Linked DNA regions of Mus musculus: region 1 is linked to region 2. Evidence: chromatin contacts called from public HiChIP or PLAC-seq data. All regions are on one chromosome and are shown on one strand. Each heading gives the region's core, a stretch centred on a gene start, on an enhancer-like site or on the middle of the called end of the contact. The rest is flanking DNA. Distances are from core to core; before and after follow the strand shown.

The links. HiChIP or PLAC-seq counts read pairs in DNA pulled down with a chosen protein or histone mark.
Region 1: a contact with region 2 is called in an H3K4me3 HiChIP or PLAC-seq map of bone marrow-derived macrophages, with 5 times the contacts expected there. The contact joins two enhancer-like sites. A contact is called at or near these places in 10 of 39 promoter capture datasets (the 3T3-L1 cell line, 3T3-L1-derived adipocytes, the HPC-7 cell line and 7 more), 1 of 15 datasets of contacts at CTCF or cohesin (the NIH/3T3 cell line), 15 of 484 Hi-C or Micro-C datasets (the HPC-5 cell line, the HPC-7 cell line, LSK cells and 6 more) and 8 of 115 datasets of contacts at active chromatin or transcription factors (CD8 T cells, DN3 thymocytes, the HPC-7 cell line and 5 more).

The regions. Positions count from the first base shown.
Region 1 is chr10:120,690,305-120,697,262 of GRCm38.p6, reverse strand. It overlaps Gm35062 (a long non-coding RNA gene), which reads right to left. Exons shown (of 3, transcript XR_872122.1): 2 at 2,452-2,663; 3 at 2,084-2,112. Among named protein-coding and RNA genes, the nearest start is that of Gm35062, 5.4 kb to the right of the region's middle. Within about 2 kb of position 2,577, at least 25 of the 459 cell types and tissues checked have an H3K27ac peak or open chromatin away from gene starts, as enhancers often do. A contact at or near this core is called in the NIH/3T3 cell line, bone marrow-derived macrophages and embryonic fibroblasts, where this site is marked.
Region 2 is chr10:120,614,664-120,621,035 of GRCm38.p6, reverse strand. No RefSeq gene overlaps it. Among named protein-coding and RNA genes, the nearest start is that of 4930471E19Rik, 18 kb to the left of the region's middle. Within about 2 kb of position 4,170, at least 112 of the 459 cell types and tissues checked have an H3K27ac peak or open chromatin away from gene starts, as enhancers often do. A contact at or near this core is called in the NIH/3T3 cell line, bone marrow-derived macrophages and embryonic fibroblasts, where this site is marked.

The DNA.
Region 1 (6,958 bases), core at 1,328-3,827, 78 kb before region 2:
TAACTGTCACTGACTCTGAAAGAAGAGGGTGCACCGGGTCAGATCGTTTCATTTGCTTTTGTTTCTGTTGGCTACAAAGGTTTTTTTTTTTTTTTTTTTTTTTTGCTAAAAATCTTACTTAGGCGATATATAGTAATAGATACAGTTAGAGTTTCACTGGCAAGGGGGTGGGGGTGGGGCGGCGGGAGGATCCCAGGCCACATTCATGCCGGCAGGGAGCTCTGAGGTTCCCCTGTGAGCCAAGTCACCTTCACTGAGATGAGATGAGATGAACTGTTCTCATTCACTTTGAAGATCAGTGAAGACTGCGGCTTCTCTAGTCCTTTTTACCCTGTTGCTTGCTTTATTTATTTATTTATTTATAAATATAAATGTGAAGAGGAATAAATGCCATGGCATGTGTGGAGGTCAAAAGGTTGAGAGTATTTATCTATGAAAAAACAAAACAACAAAGTCCACCCCCTTACCCCTTCGGTAACCATGAATTCAAAATAGAAACAGTCACTATAGTCTAATCAGTATGGTGGAGTCATATCCTGGGCCAAACAACAGCCATCTACCAGGTGACCCACAAGACACTTCTTAACCTTGCCAACACCCCAGGAGGTGGCTGTGATCCTGATGTGACAGAGGAGGGTACTGTAGCTCACTAACTTGCTCCAGTAAGATAACTACTACAAAGAGGAGTGGGTGTTTAAGAAGACATTGACTGTCATTAGGAGGAGAAAAACAAGTTCAATTCTGTAATCAGTTAACAAAAGCGGTGCAGAGGCCTCAGCCCACAGAACCCACCATCCAGGGATTCTTTGCATGGGAAATGGACAAGGAAAATGTTGGAAGAGACAAAAAAAAAAAAAAAAGTTCAGAATTTTAGAATTTTAAATGTACATTAAAACTCCTTGCAGCAGTGGAGACAGCCTGTGGGTATTCCAGGGAGGGTTACCAAAAACGCAGGCTCTGTCCCCTCCGCCCCTTGGACTTATATTTTAAGAAGTTCAGCCATTCCAGTCCATGCAGAAAAATACTCTCAAAGGAATATTTACAATGTGGATCTTATATTAAACATTTGGTTTTATATACTTAAATATTTATAAAGACATATGTGGAATAAATTTCAGCCTACAAACCGAAGTGAGCAAAACATATCAATTTCCCCTACTTCTTTAAATCAATGTAATTTTGTGACTCTCAGCCTTCATCCTTTTTTCAAAGATGGCAAAAATATTTACCTCCTGCTTGCGGACTCTCTCTTTCCCAGAATGTAGAATGTTTAATTGTAATGAAAACAGACAACTGGGAGGGGGGCTGTGCTCTTCAGTCTCTGGGTACACTGGGAAGCCCGTAGTTCTGCCCTGAATACTGGTGGTACCGTCTGAGGTTGGGGAACCTTTCAGAGAATATTTGCTAGGCACATCAACAATTTATCTCTTCTGAGGAGGGCCTGCTGTCTGAACACAGTCCTTGTGGCACCTCACACTAGCCTTCCTGCTCAGAAAAAAAAACAAAAACAAAAACAAAAAAACCCTTGACTTGCCTTAATGCTCTGTCTTGGCTGTTTTGAAATTCCAAACAAAAGACTCCATTTTGCCTCTGCCCTTGTAAACTGCCTCTGCCTGCAGTCTCCACCTCTGCCACCTCTCCTCCCTTCTTCAAGGGTCTTTGGTTCTCTGTTTCCATCTTATCAGGGAGAGGAGCCACTCTCTCCCACTGTCTATGCTCTAATGACTTTACTTGCCCGCCCTGGAGAATGGGCGTTTATCTCCTGAGTCAGGTCAAGAAGGGCAGCAGATGACGTCCGGGATGGGGACGTTGTGGTCTTCCGTTTTGCAGAGGTCTTGTCTTTGTTAGCTAACTTTGTTAACTCTGAGATTGGTTTCTGACGGTTTCGCCCGCTTGAAAGGAGATGCTGGGATTCGAATTCCAGCACCAATTGCTGCTACACCCAGAAAAAAAAAACAAGGTGAGAGCCAGAAAACACAGGTTGAGAGGGTGGTAGCAACAGTACACACCTTTAAGCCCAGCACTTGGGAGTCAGAAACAGGTGGATCTCGGTGAGTTGGAGGCCAGTCTCCAGAGTGAGTTTCAGGACAGCCAAGGCTACACAGAGAAACCCTGTCTTGAAAAAAGACAACAACAATTACAAAAAAACAAACTAACAAAAAACAAAAAGCAAAACAAACAAAAACAGACAACAAACAAAAAGCCAGACCAGACCAAACCAAACCACCCCCTTCTCCTACATAAAGCAACCGAACAGTAGAGACCTCAGTTGGATGTGACAGTAGACAGTCTCATACAGATCTCAGTTCAACCTGGGACACTTTAAACTGAAAAGAGATTCTGCTCCCAATACAGCAGTAAAATGTGAACTGGGGCCATTACAGGGTGGGGACAGATGCAAATGTAGGAGGGAGGGAGGACTTGAACCTATGTGGCCCCTACTGTTCTCACATTCATTAGGAGACTAGGTCAGCCTTCTTGACCATGAAACCTTTCCGCTGCGGTCTTGTTGATTTCGTTGGGGAAAGAACAGGCGGCAGGCTGGGCGGGCTGGGTTCGCGAGAAGGGAACCGCATTCGTGAGAGGTCCTGAATGCGCATTCCGCAGTTGCAATTGGCCAGCGCTCCAGGCATGAATGGGGAGAGTTTCATCTTCACGATTTACTGAAAACAGACGGTGAAGTTCGAGAAGCAAATGTGAAACGCTCATTCCGAAAGCCTTTTTATATACATGTTAAATCAGTGTGTGGGAAAGAGACCACAGAGATTGTTTAAACATTCGTACTGATGACACTCCGGCTCTAAAATATGCAGTTCCTTGTAGTTATAGGCAGAATTAATCACATATGGAGGAAGTCATCTTTTGAAACCGGATTAAAAGGAAATAGTTCATAACTCAGTGATATCAACATGCACGCCCCTCCCCCGCCCCCCGCCCAGGCCTGGGACACTCCTCTGCCTCCTTATCTCCCACTGTCTGAAGATGTTATTTTCTCACTTGGGGTGCCATGATCCAGCTATGTGACTCTGCAGAGAGAATCTGGATGTGGAGCCAGAATGGAAGAGATATCATTTAAGCCTGACTCAAGACCAGAATAATTAGGAGTCTCTTCCTGACCCTCGATTCTGCAGTTCAGCTGAGGTCTCTAGTCCTACTGTTAATAGGAAACATAGGAAGACAGGTCATCTCTACCCTTGAACTTCATCAGGAGAAGGCAGCAAGACATTTGGCTTAAAGAGTCTTCCCTCACCACTAGCATCCATCTTTAACTACATTACCCCAAGTGCTTGACAGGGACTTTTGTCAACCACAGGCAGTTAGGCAGCTTGGGAAAGAACCCTTATCTATGGCGCTCACTGGGGAAACCTATGGCAGTCACCTAAAGACAGTCTAAGTACTGGTCCAAGTCTCTCTCTCACTCACTCACTCCCCCTAAGACATCATGTGCTGTACAAAGTACTGGTAGGTGAACCCCATGTGTATCACCCACGGAAGTCATCTGGTTTTAAGGGAGCTGCTGTTTTTAAAAAGAGCAGTCCCACTAATACCCCCCCTCTCTCACCCCTCTCTTTTCCTTTCTTCCTTTCCTCTACCTCCTCCTCTTCTCCTCTTCTTCTTCTTCAAGATACACTGAGTTGAGAATATCCACGTTCATTTTGAAGTTCCTTCCCTTAAATGAGAGATTGTGTGTGTGGATGGGGGTGTGGGGTGTGTCTGGACTGAGACATGAGGCAATTCCGAAAATATGAATGAAAGAATATAAATATTTCTCCGGCCTCTGTAGTCTTCATTAAAGCACACCAGAGGAAGAGCCGGGCTGCCCTTCTATATTTAATTTGGACTCCAACCTCTTCAGCAGCATGATTAATTTTAGCTTATCATATGGAATGTCTGCCTACCTATAAATAAGTCTATTCATCTTTAGGAGGGCATAAATATGCCTCCTGTTTTACAGCCCCCCAAAAAAACCAAAACCCCAAAAAACAAAACCCTTTCATATCATTGTAATGAGATCTTTTTCCAGGACAATAGCTCAGCTCAGCCTCGGTTCCATTGTGCTTTCTTAACTTCCTGTTTGAAAAGTGTGTAAGTGAAAGTGTGTCTCCCCGGATGATTGTGAGCAGTGTTAGGTGATGGGATGTGAACCATGGATGAGAAAGGAGGACCTGGGCAGATCTCAAAGGAATAACTACAGAGAAATGGAGAAGAAGAACAGGGAGGAGGAAGAGATGGAGAAGGGAGAGGTGGAGGAGGAACAGGAGAAAGCAGAGGAAAGCAAGAGGGTTGGTAGTGTAAATCTAAGGTAGAAATGAAGGTGTTTAATTTTTAAGCTGTTCTCTCTGCTGTCCCCTAAAATGCTGGGAATGCTACCCACTGTCCTTGTTCATTAGCAAGCAGACTCTGCATTTCCTCATATCCCAGCGTTCCCTGGGCTCAGGTAAAGTCTATATGTCTGTCTACACAGAAAACGAATTTGCCTACACAAAACACCAAAGGGGATCGTGTTGTCAGTCGCCTTGAGGCAGACGATATTAAAAATCACTTTCAGGGGACTTGGCAGTGTGGCTCAATGGTAGAGAACTTGCCTGGCTTGCCAATGTGCTGGGTTTAATTCTAGCTCCACACTCTCCTCCCCCCCAAAATAAAAAAAAAATTGAATTATCCATCACAATTTTAACACATACCTCAAGTAGGCTTTATTGATAAAAGCAATCTATTAGGTACGAGATGATACATTTCTTGAAAATCATATTGCTGTAGGAAAATGTACCTCTTATTTCTAGGGCTATAACCCACTCCTTGAACTCAGACCTTTAAATGAAAGCTCACATATGGGACTCGTGCATAGGAAACACAGGGCCAGTTTTCCCTCCCTAGCTCAGTCCCTATTTAAAAAAAAAAAAAAGATGTGACTTCTAGAAGACAAAGGACTTGCCTTTCTCCTGACAAAGCTCTTCCCACTGGTGAATAGTAAGCAAAAGCAGTGTCCCCAGGAACGTCATGTGTCTGAGCTCCCAAGGGCAGGAAGCTTTAGTTTACCAGGTGTCTCTGACCAGTTCCAGGTCATTTTTTTCAGAAGCCCCTGCTTAGTCATGCTTCCCAATGCCCTGGAAGCACAGCCAAGCAAACAGAAGGCACTGAGGCTATCTTCCCGAGCATGGCTGCTCTCTGTGATATATAAACACATATTCACAGAGCAGGCAGGACTCATGAAAGATGCTGAGATATCAGTGAGCGACCCCACAGTCATTTCTACCACCAGTCAAATGGTCACGAAGATCCCGGGGATTAAATATAGAAGACAGGGCTAAGGAGCAAAGAATCACTCAATTGACAAATGGCTGCCACCTTTCACCCAGTTGCTTCTACTTGTAGGATCTAGGCTCCAAACACTCACACAGAAGTGCTGGCAGTACACATTGCCATGGTCTAACCCAGGACTGGGAAGTAAGAGGATAGAGGCTTTCTGGATAATTTGATCCAATGAACAACCCCCCTCACTGCGTAGTAACATCAACGTTCATTCTTGCAATCCAGGCCTTAGAACCAAGTTACATGGGAGACCATGTTTGTACAATGTCCTTCAAAGAATCTAGTAACTAAACTCCACTGGACGGGAGCCAAGACAAGCCTTTTTAATGCCAAATTCCACTACAGTGGGTCATGTTATTGGATGGCTCCAGTGAATTTGGGACAGGAAAAAAGGGCCCTGTTTCCTTTAATACTTTGTTATGTTTTCTTTCTTTCTTTCTTTTTTTTTTTTTTTTTTTTGGACTGAATTATCCAGATAATTGCTTCACTTTTCAGCTGAGCTTGTACTTGAAGGAGCACAGAAGATGACCCACTGAATTGGTTTTTTGTCTTTTGCTGTAATTGGGTTATCTGCAAATCTTAGAAATAAGTGTTATAAAACATAACCTTTATATGTTTCAAAACTCTTTTATGAACTTACACATCTGGGTTTGTTTGTTTGTTTGTTTCCTTTTTTGTGAGTCATTCAGAAAAGATTTACTGAACCAAACTAAAGATTTGTGTCATGATATTTGTTTAGGGTGCTCTAATGAGCTGAAAAACCTTGCAAGTGTTAGGAAAAACACAGGGAAAGGAGCAGAAAGAAAAAACAACAATTTCTTCTGAAATGCTGGTTCCTTAAAGACAAAAAGTCACCACTTTTAAACAAGTGCATTTGAAGCCAATATAAGGCCTGTAGTTGGGAATGGATCACAAGAGATCCCTTGCAACCTCTGTTACCTATTCCATTATTAGAACTATTTGGAAAGTTCTAAAATACCACTAAATAGTGCTCCATGATAAAGTGGCGATTTTATCCACGCAGCCTCTCATGTCTACTTGCTCTATATCGATTTCCAAATCTCACTTGTGGGGTATGTGTGTGTGTGTGAGAGAGAGAGAGAGACAGAGACACAGAGAGAGACACAGACAGACAGAGATTGTGTGTCTGAGAGAGAAAAAGATAGAGATTGTGTATGTGTGTGTGAGAGAGAGAGAGAGAGAGAGAGAAAGATTGTGTATGAGAAACAGAGATAGAGAGATGTGTGTGTGTGAGAGAGAGATAGGAAGAGAGAGAGAGATTGTGTGTATGGGGGAGGGAGAGAGAATGTGTGTGTGTGTGTGTGTGTGTGTGTGTGTGTGTGTGTGTGTGTGTGTTTAGACAGGGTTTCTCTGTGTAGCCCTGGCTATCCTGAAATTTGCTCTGTAGATGAGACTGGCCTTAAACTCAAAAATCAGCCTGCCTCCTAAGTGCTGAGATTAGAGGTGTGTACTACCACTGCCAGGCTCATTCCCAAATCTTAGCAGTTCCCTTGAGAAGAAAGTGATCCTTACATGGTCATGGCCGTGTGTTTGGATTCCTGGTCTGATAGTGACCATTACTTTCCTGTGTCTTGTAAGCACAAGAATGGATAGCCCTTTGCTTAACGGAAGTGACATTATCCAC
Region 2 (6,372 bases), core at 2,921-5,420:
ACAGGACAATTCAGGTTCCACATGGCTTTAAATAGCCACAAGTAGATATAATATCATATACGGATAGAATAATTGGGGTAACTTGCATAGTCTAGGTGGCCAGCTCGTATCATTATCAATTGGCTCTGAAATTATTGTGTGGGCATCTTGTGAATTGAGGATTTATTGATATATAAATCTGAAGTGATTAATTATAAGCTTCTAGATTTTTGATTTACTGGGTTAAGGGGATCTGTGATAACTAGCCGCTGGAGGTAAATGGTTGAGAAGAGACAAGAGGCCCTAAGGCAAGTGAACCAGAGCTGGGAAGACTGTGACCGATCGCTGCATGGGGCTAGCCACAGCGGCCGCGGGGTTGATGGGGTAGAGTAGCTGGGTATAGCACAAGAACTTGCCTTTTTTTTTTTTTTTTTAATTTCCCACAACAGGCTTGGATTAGTTTGAGTTGTTTCTGTCTCTTAAGACCAAAGGACCTTAACTAATACATTATCTAGATAATTTATACCTATGTGTGGATTCCAGATGTCCTAATAAAGACCCTCTGAGAAGACATAAAAAAGACCATTGCTGGACAAGTAGTCCAAAGATCAGAAAGGTTTGGATACATGGTGCAGAGGAGAGCCAGGGAAGCCTGCTTAAGAAATGACTATGTTTGGATTGGTAGAAGCCTCAGAGCTTGGTCTATTCAAGTCTTTATTGTAGAAGAGAGACATAAACAGCAGACAAAGGCTGTAGTTGGTCAGGATCTTTAAGCTTTCAGTGTGTGAGCTCACATCTATTGGAAGGACCCATCTCAGTACCTTTCCACCATGGACTGTCCTAAAGTGCCTTTAAGTTATTATCTGTATCCACTGATATGTCAGAATGGGTTAGGCTACAAATAACTCAAAATTTTTTATTTCAATTGAGAGTTTTATTGGTTATTGTCTTAGTTAGGGTTTTACTGCTGTGAACAGACACCATGACCAAGGCAACTCTTATAAAGGACAACATTTAATTGGGGCTGGCTTACAGGTTCAGAGGTTCAATCCATTATTATCAAGGTGGGAACATGGCAGCATCCAGGCAGGCCTGGTGCAGGAGGAGCTGAGAGTTCTACATCTTCATCTGAAGTCTGCTACCAGAATACTGGCTTCCAGGCAGCTAGGATGAGGGTCTTAAAGCTCATACCCACACTCAACACCTACTCCAACAAGGTCACACCTACTCCAACAGGGCCACAGCTTCTAATAGTGCTACTCCCTGGACCAAGCATATACAAACCATCACAGTCATATACCAAGAAGCCTAGAGATCACCACCAGCTAAAGAACTCTGGTTTGCTAAGTATCATGGCTCACACTGTAATCCTCCCGTCCAGGAGGCTGAGGCAGAAAGATCAAATTGAGTTGTGAGTTGTGAGGCCAGCGGAGGCTGCATAATGAGTTCACAGAGTGATCCCCTGTCTCACGACAAAGACATCCTATAAATAAACAAATAAACCACCACCACAAAACCCAGTGCACTCCATATTTCCAATTTGTTATTCTCAGCATGTCATGAGATAAGAAGAACAATCCAAAGGATCAAAAAAACAAAAAACAAAAAAACTAGCGAGCAACAACAAAAAGTCCTTCCCTGACAGTTATGTGTACTATGACACACGAGGTAGGATCTCAAGAACCTTCTTGCAGAAGCTCTTCTGTCTGTGTGCATGAAGAATCACCTGTGGAAACCCCTTACTACTTCTGGTAGAAGAATATTGACCATTACATTTCCTGCGGCCGATTCACCCAATCAACAGGAGTTGGTTAGAAAGTCTTATTTAAATTTTCCATTTAAATTTTAGAACGTTAAGTGCTTGACATACAAGTGCCAAGGCATCCTCCATCTCCTAAATTAAGGAATATCTTCAACAGAATGTAGAGATAACCATACTACGTTATTGAGAGACATATCAACTATCCACTCCTTGCTTTGATTTCTTAAGAATTTTGAGGACATTTAGATAAATACTTAGAAAGTGAAAGTTTGAGTTTTCTTTTTATTTGAAAGGGAGAAGTCTGAGTCATTTTTCTGTTGCTATGAAGACATACCATGACCAAGGCAACTCTTATGATAAAAAGTGTTTTGGGGAACTTGTTTATGGTTTCAGAGGTTTAGTCAATTTATCACCACAGTGAGGAGGCAGACACTGGAGCAGTAGTTGAGAGTTACATTCTGATTTTTAGGCAGAGAGAGAGAGAGAGAGAGAGAGAGAGAGAGAAGAGAGAAAGAAGAGAAAGGGGAGGGAGAGGGAGGGAGAGGGAGATAGAGGGGGCAGAGAGAGGGGGCAGAGAGAGGGGGGCAGAAAGAGGGGGGCAGAGAGAGGGGGCAGAGAGAGGGGGAGAGAGAGGAGATGGAGAGAGAGGAGAGAGGAGAGAGAGAAAGAGAGAGAGAGGAGAGAGGGAGAGAGAGAGAGAGAGAGAGAGAGAGAGAGAGAGAGAGAGAGAGAATATGAAAACTGGACCTAACCTGAGCTTTTGAAACCTCAAAGTCTACCTGCAGTGACACACTTCCTCCTTCAAGGCCACACCTACTTCAACAAGACCACACCTACTCCAGCAAGGCCACACCTACTCCAACAAGGACACACCTTTTTGTAGATCTATCCATTGTGACAGGGCTCCACAACTCCGCACTTTGATTGGTTGTGGTTTCTCTGTAATAACCTCTAGCCGTTGCAAAGAGAAGTCCCATTAATGAGGGCTAAGACGTGCACTTTTCTGTGGGTATATGAATACATTTGAGTGTTAGAGATTAATCTAGTTTGGTAAAGGGGTGGTTGTAGTTTCTCCTCCAAGATCCATGACTTCACTAGTCCGGGGCAGCTGGCTAGTGTTCCAGCATCAGGCAAGATTCCCTCCTCTTGAGGGGGTCTTAAGTCTAATTACAGACCTGTTACCTCCAAAGTAAGGATGCTCCCCTAGGGTTATTGTGCCACACAGGTCACTGCTGTGGTCCATAGGCGCTGTAGTTGGATAAAATTGCTGGCTCTTTCTCTCCTGTGGAAGCTGGCATGGTGCCTTCTGGTGCCAAGAAGGCTAGCCCTTAGGAAGAACCATTCGGGTCAGTTCCAGTTTAGGGGCCTGTGCATGGTGTCTATAGCAAGACACCAAGAGGAGAGATTTACCTCCCACATCTGGAGGGCATCCAAGGAAAATAACAATAGTCCATAGAGTTTTGGGAATGCCTCAGATAATCCTGACCAACAACTCAAAAGAGGTCTTCTAAAGCCTGATGTGGGGGTTTCCTTAGGTGGAGGTGGTCTTTGGCTCTTGGAAAGAGCATTGTTAGCCCAGATGAAAAATATATACACATCTATATTTGTGTGTGTGTGTATATACATATATACACATATATATGTATATTGTTTATAGATTTATATTATAGAATTTTTTAGGCAGACAGTTAATAGTATGATCCGTTTATGAACTTTTCCAATATCCTTGCTGACATTTCATCCACCTCTCTCCTTTGTCTGTATTCTATCTCTATTTCCCCCTCTAATTCTTGTTACTGAATAATTTAGTGAGTTCGGAAATGAGGTCACCACGGCTCCCCGCCACTCGCTCCGTCTTGCTCTTCATTTAAGAACAAAATCAACAACTATGCTCTGCAAGTTTGTGGGTGCATTTAATTCAAACTTCTTTGCTTCAGATTCAAATCAATGCCAAGTATTTTGTAATCCCCTCTTCCTTCCATCCTCCTTCCCTCATTTCTAACCCCCTTATCTACAGTCAAGGAAAAAAAAAAGTTCATTTATAGGAGAAAGGAATCCACTGGAACCAAAGATGCCAGCTTGGGACCCTTTTCTCTGTGTGCCTGCTGGGGCGTCCCTGGAGTGTGGGAGCAGTTTCTGGGAGGTCCACAGGCTAGGTCAGCCAAGGGCCTTCTCTTTCCATTCATCCCCAACTTGACTCTGTATTCAGCTGAATATAGTTAAAGGATTTATTGCCGTCATTTTGCTCCTTAAATTAAGAGTCATTGTGGTGAGAACAAACCATAGCAATATGGCCCAACCACAAAGACAGAAATTACTTTGTAAGTTTCAAAGGATTTTCACCAAAGAACTGCTCTGTGCAGAGGGTGTTGGGGGAGACATCTGATGGAGACACGTTTTCTTCCGCCACTATAATAAGGTATGTGTACCCCTCCAGAGACGTGAGTCACATCTCCTGTGACAGGAAGCTGTGGATAGTTTCTGTGGGTTTGGGGGTGGGGGAGAGTTGTGTGTGTGTGTTAAATTTTCAACGCTGCCTGTTTCCTATGACTCGTGAGTGGCTCATCACCTGACTCATGTGCTCTTCTGGGAGGGGGTCTCCTAAATGTGGCTTTTAAATCTCAGTAATAAAGACACCCAGCTGTTCTGATTCCTAATAGGATGAGAGAACACACAGGAAATGGAGTCAGAGCTTTGAGTGAACATTTTCTGAGGTCATCTCTTCCTGGCTTTCTGCAGAATTATGCATAGACTGCTCTAGGCTTCAACACTTTTTTCTTTTTTTAAAGACCTTATTTTAAATGTTCCCCTCTTGGCCTCAGTAGATTAATAGATTCCAGTCAATCCTTTGGTTTTGTTGTTGTTTTCCAGGCTAAAGCCACACTTTGCTGAAGCTGACCCTCTGTGGGATGTGTACCCTGAGCCCCACTGACCCAGTCAGCAGGGAACTTGGCAAGTTCAGCGTAGATGAAGCTCAGGCTATAAGATTTGTAGGAGATGATGCAGGCTAAGATGGGAAGGGAAGCCAAGAACTAGATGTGCCTCTGTGCCAACCTGAGACCCAGTCTTTGCTTTTGCTTGGCTGACTCTTTCATTTTAATATTCAAAGTGTGGTCCCCATTTTGATTTAACATCCAGATCTCTCTGTTTCCTTGAGGCATGTTCATGCCCTCTCAGTTTGGGATGATTCTCACCCGCTTCTACCCCCAGCATTACAGTCTTGCACTATCTATCCCCCCCCCCCCACCCCAGCTATACAGCCTTGCACGATCTACCCACCAGCTATACAGCCTTGCACGATCTACCCCCAGCTGTACAGCCTTGCACGATCTACCCCCAGCACCTCTCTGGCTTTTCCTTCTGCTCTCTGCTCCAGCCACATGCTCCCTTGACTATGCCTGAAATGCACTCAAGGCCTCTACCATGTTCCCTCTCTGTCACACGCCTCCTGCAGATACTCATTCGTTTCATTCTTTACCTTTTAAACCCCTTTCTCAAAGTCCCTTGACCAGCAGCTTACAGACTTTTAAAGTCCGAACTCCCTATCTCCCCTACATGGTTTTTCTACCCATCCCGCTGCTTTGCCAAGCTTATTGCATGTATTGCCTGCCCTGACTAGAATGCACGTTCCCTAGGGGAACAGCGTTTGTGTACCGCTTGGTGTCAAGATCTAGAATACACCTCTTCAGGGCATATCTCCCAGGATGAATAGATACGCAGATTGCATAAGGGTTTACAGAAGACAGAGAGTTTACTTCTTCAGTCTTGGTTACCTGACATGACAGTGTTCTGTCCCCTAAGATAGGAAACACAGGAGGAGGAGTCCATTAGGGACGAAAGTAGACATCTTAATGTTTTACATGCCTGTGAGAAAACAACGTGGAAAGCCCAGTCAGAAGTCAGTGTCTTGGTCTTAGTGGTCAGATGAGGTATGGAGTGGTTTCCAAATACCCAAGTCCACTTCATCAATTCCTTTCAAATGGACATTCCTGAACTGAATTAATACAAACAGGAGGACATAGAGCCCTTGGCTTCCCCATCCAGCATGCACCTGAGGGTGGGATAAGAGCTGTTGACTGTTTCTTGAGACTGCTAGGTTTTGAACTGTGTGACTCAGAGGTGGGCACTAACCACCTGGTAGTAGCTCCAATGGGTTGTCAACAAAGCTGGACTTGCCAGTCTTCTAGGACGGTAACTGTTTCCCGTTGTCTAAAGACTAACTTAAGGATACGTACATCCAAGGATACCTACATCCTGTACAAAGCAATTAGGACTGCAAAGTTTGGTTCTGCTGTTGATCTACTCAGTGTGGTAACCATTATAACTCTGTCAAATGACATCAGATTTTTTTTGTTTTAGATTTTTAAAATATTTCTTCTTCTTCTTCTTCTTCTTCTTCTTCTTCTTCTTCTTCTTCTTCTTCTTCTTCTTCTTCTTCTTCTTCTTTCTTCTTCTTCTTCTTCTTCTTCTTCTTCTTCTTCTTCTCCTCCTCCTCCTCCTCCTCCTCCTCCTCCTCCTCCTCCTCCTCCTCCTCCTCCTTCTTCTTCTTCTTCTTCTATATTTTTTAGATTCTAATCTTTTCTCTCCCTTCCTGAATCCTTGGGAAAGGATTCTTGAAAACGTAGAGAGAG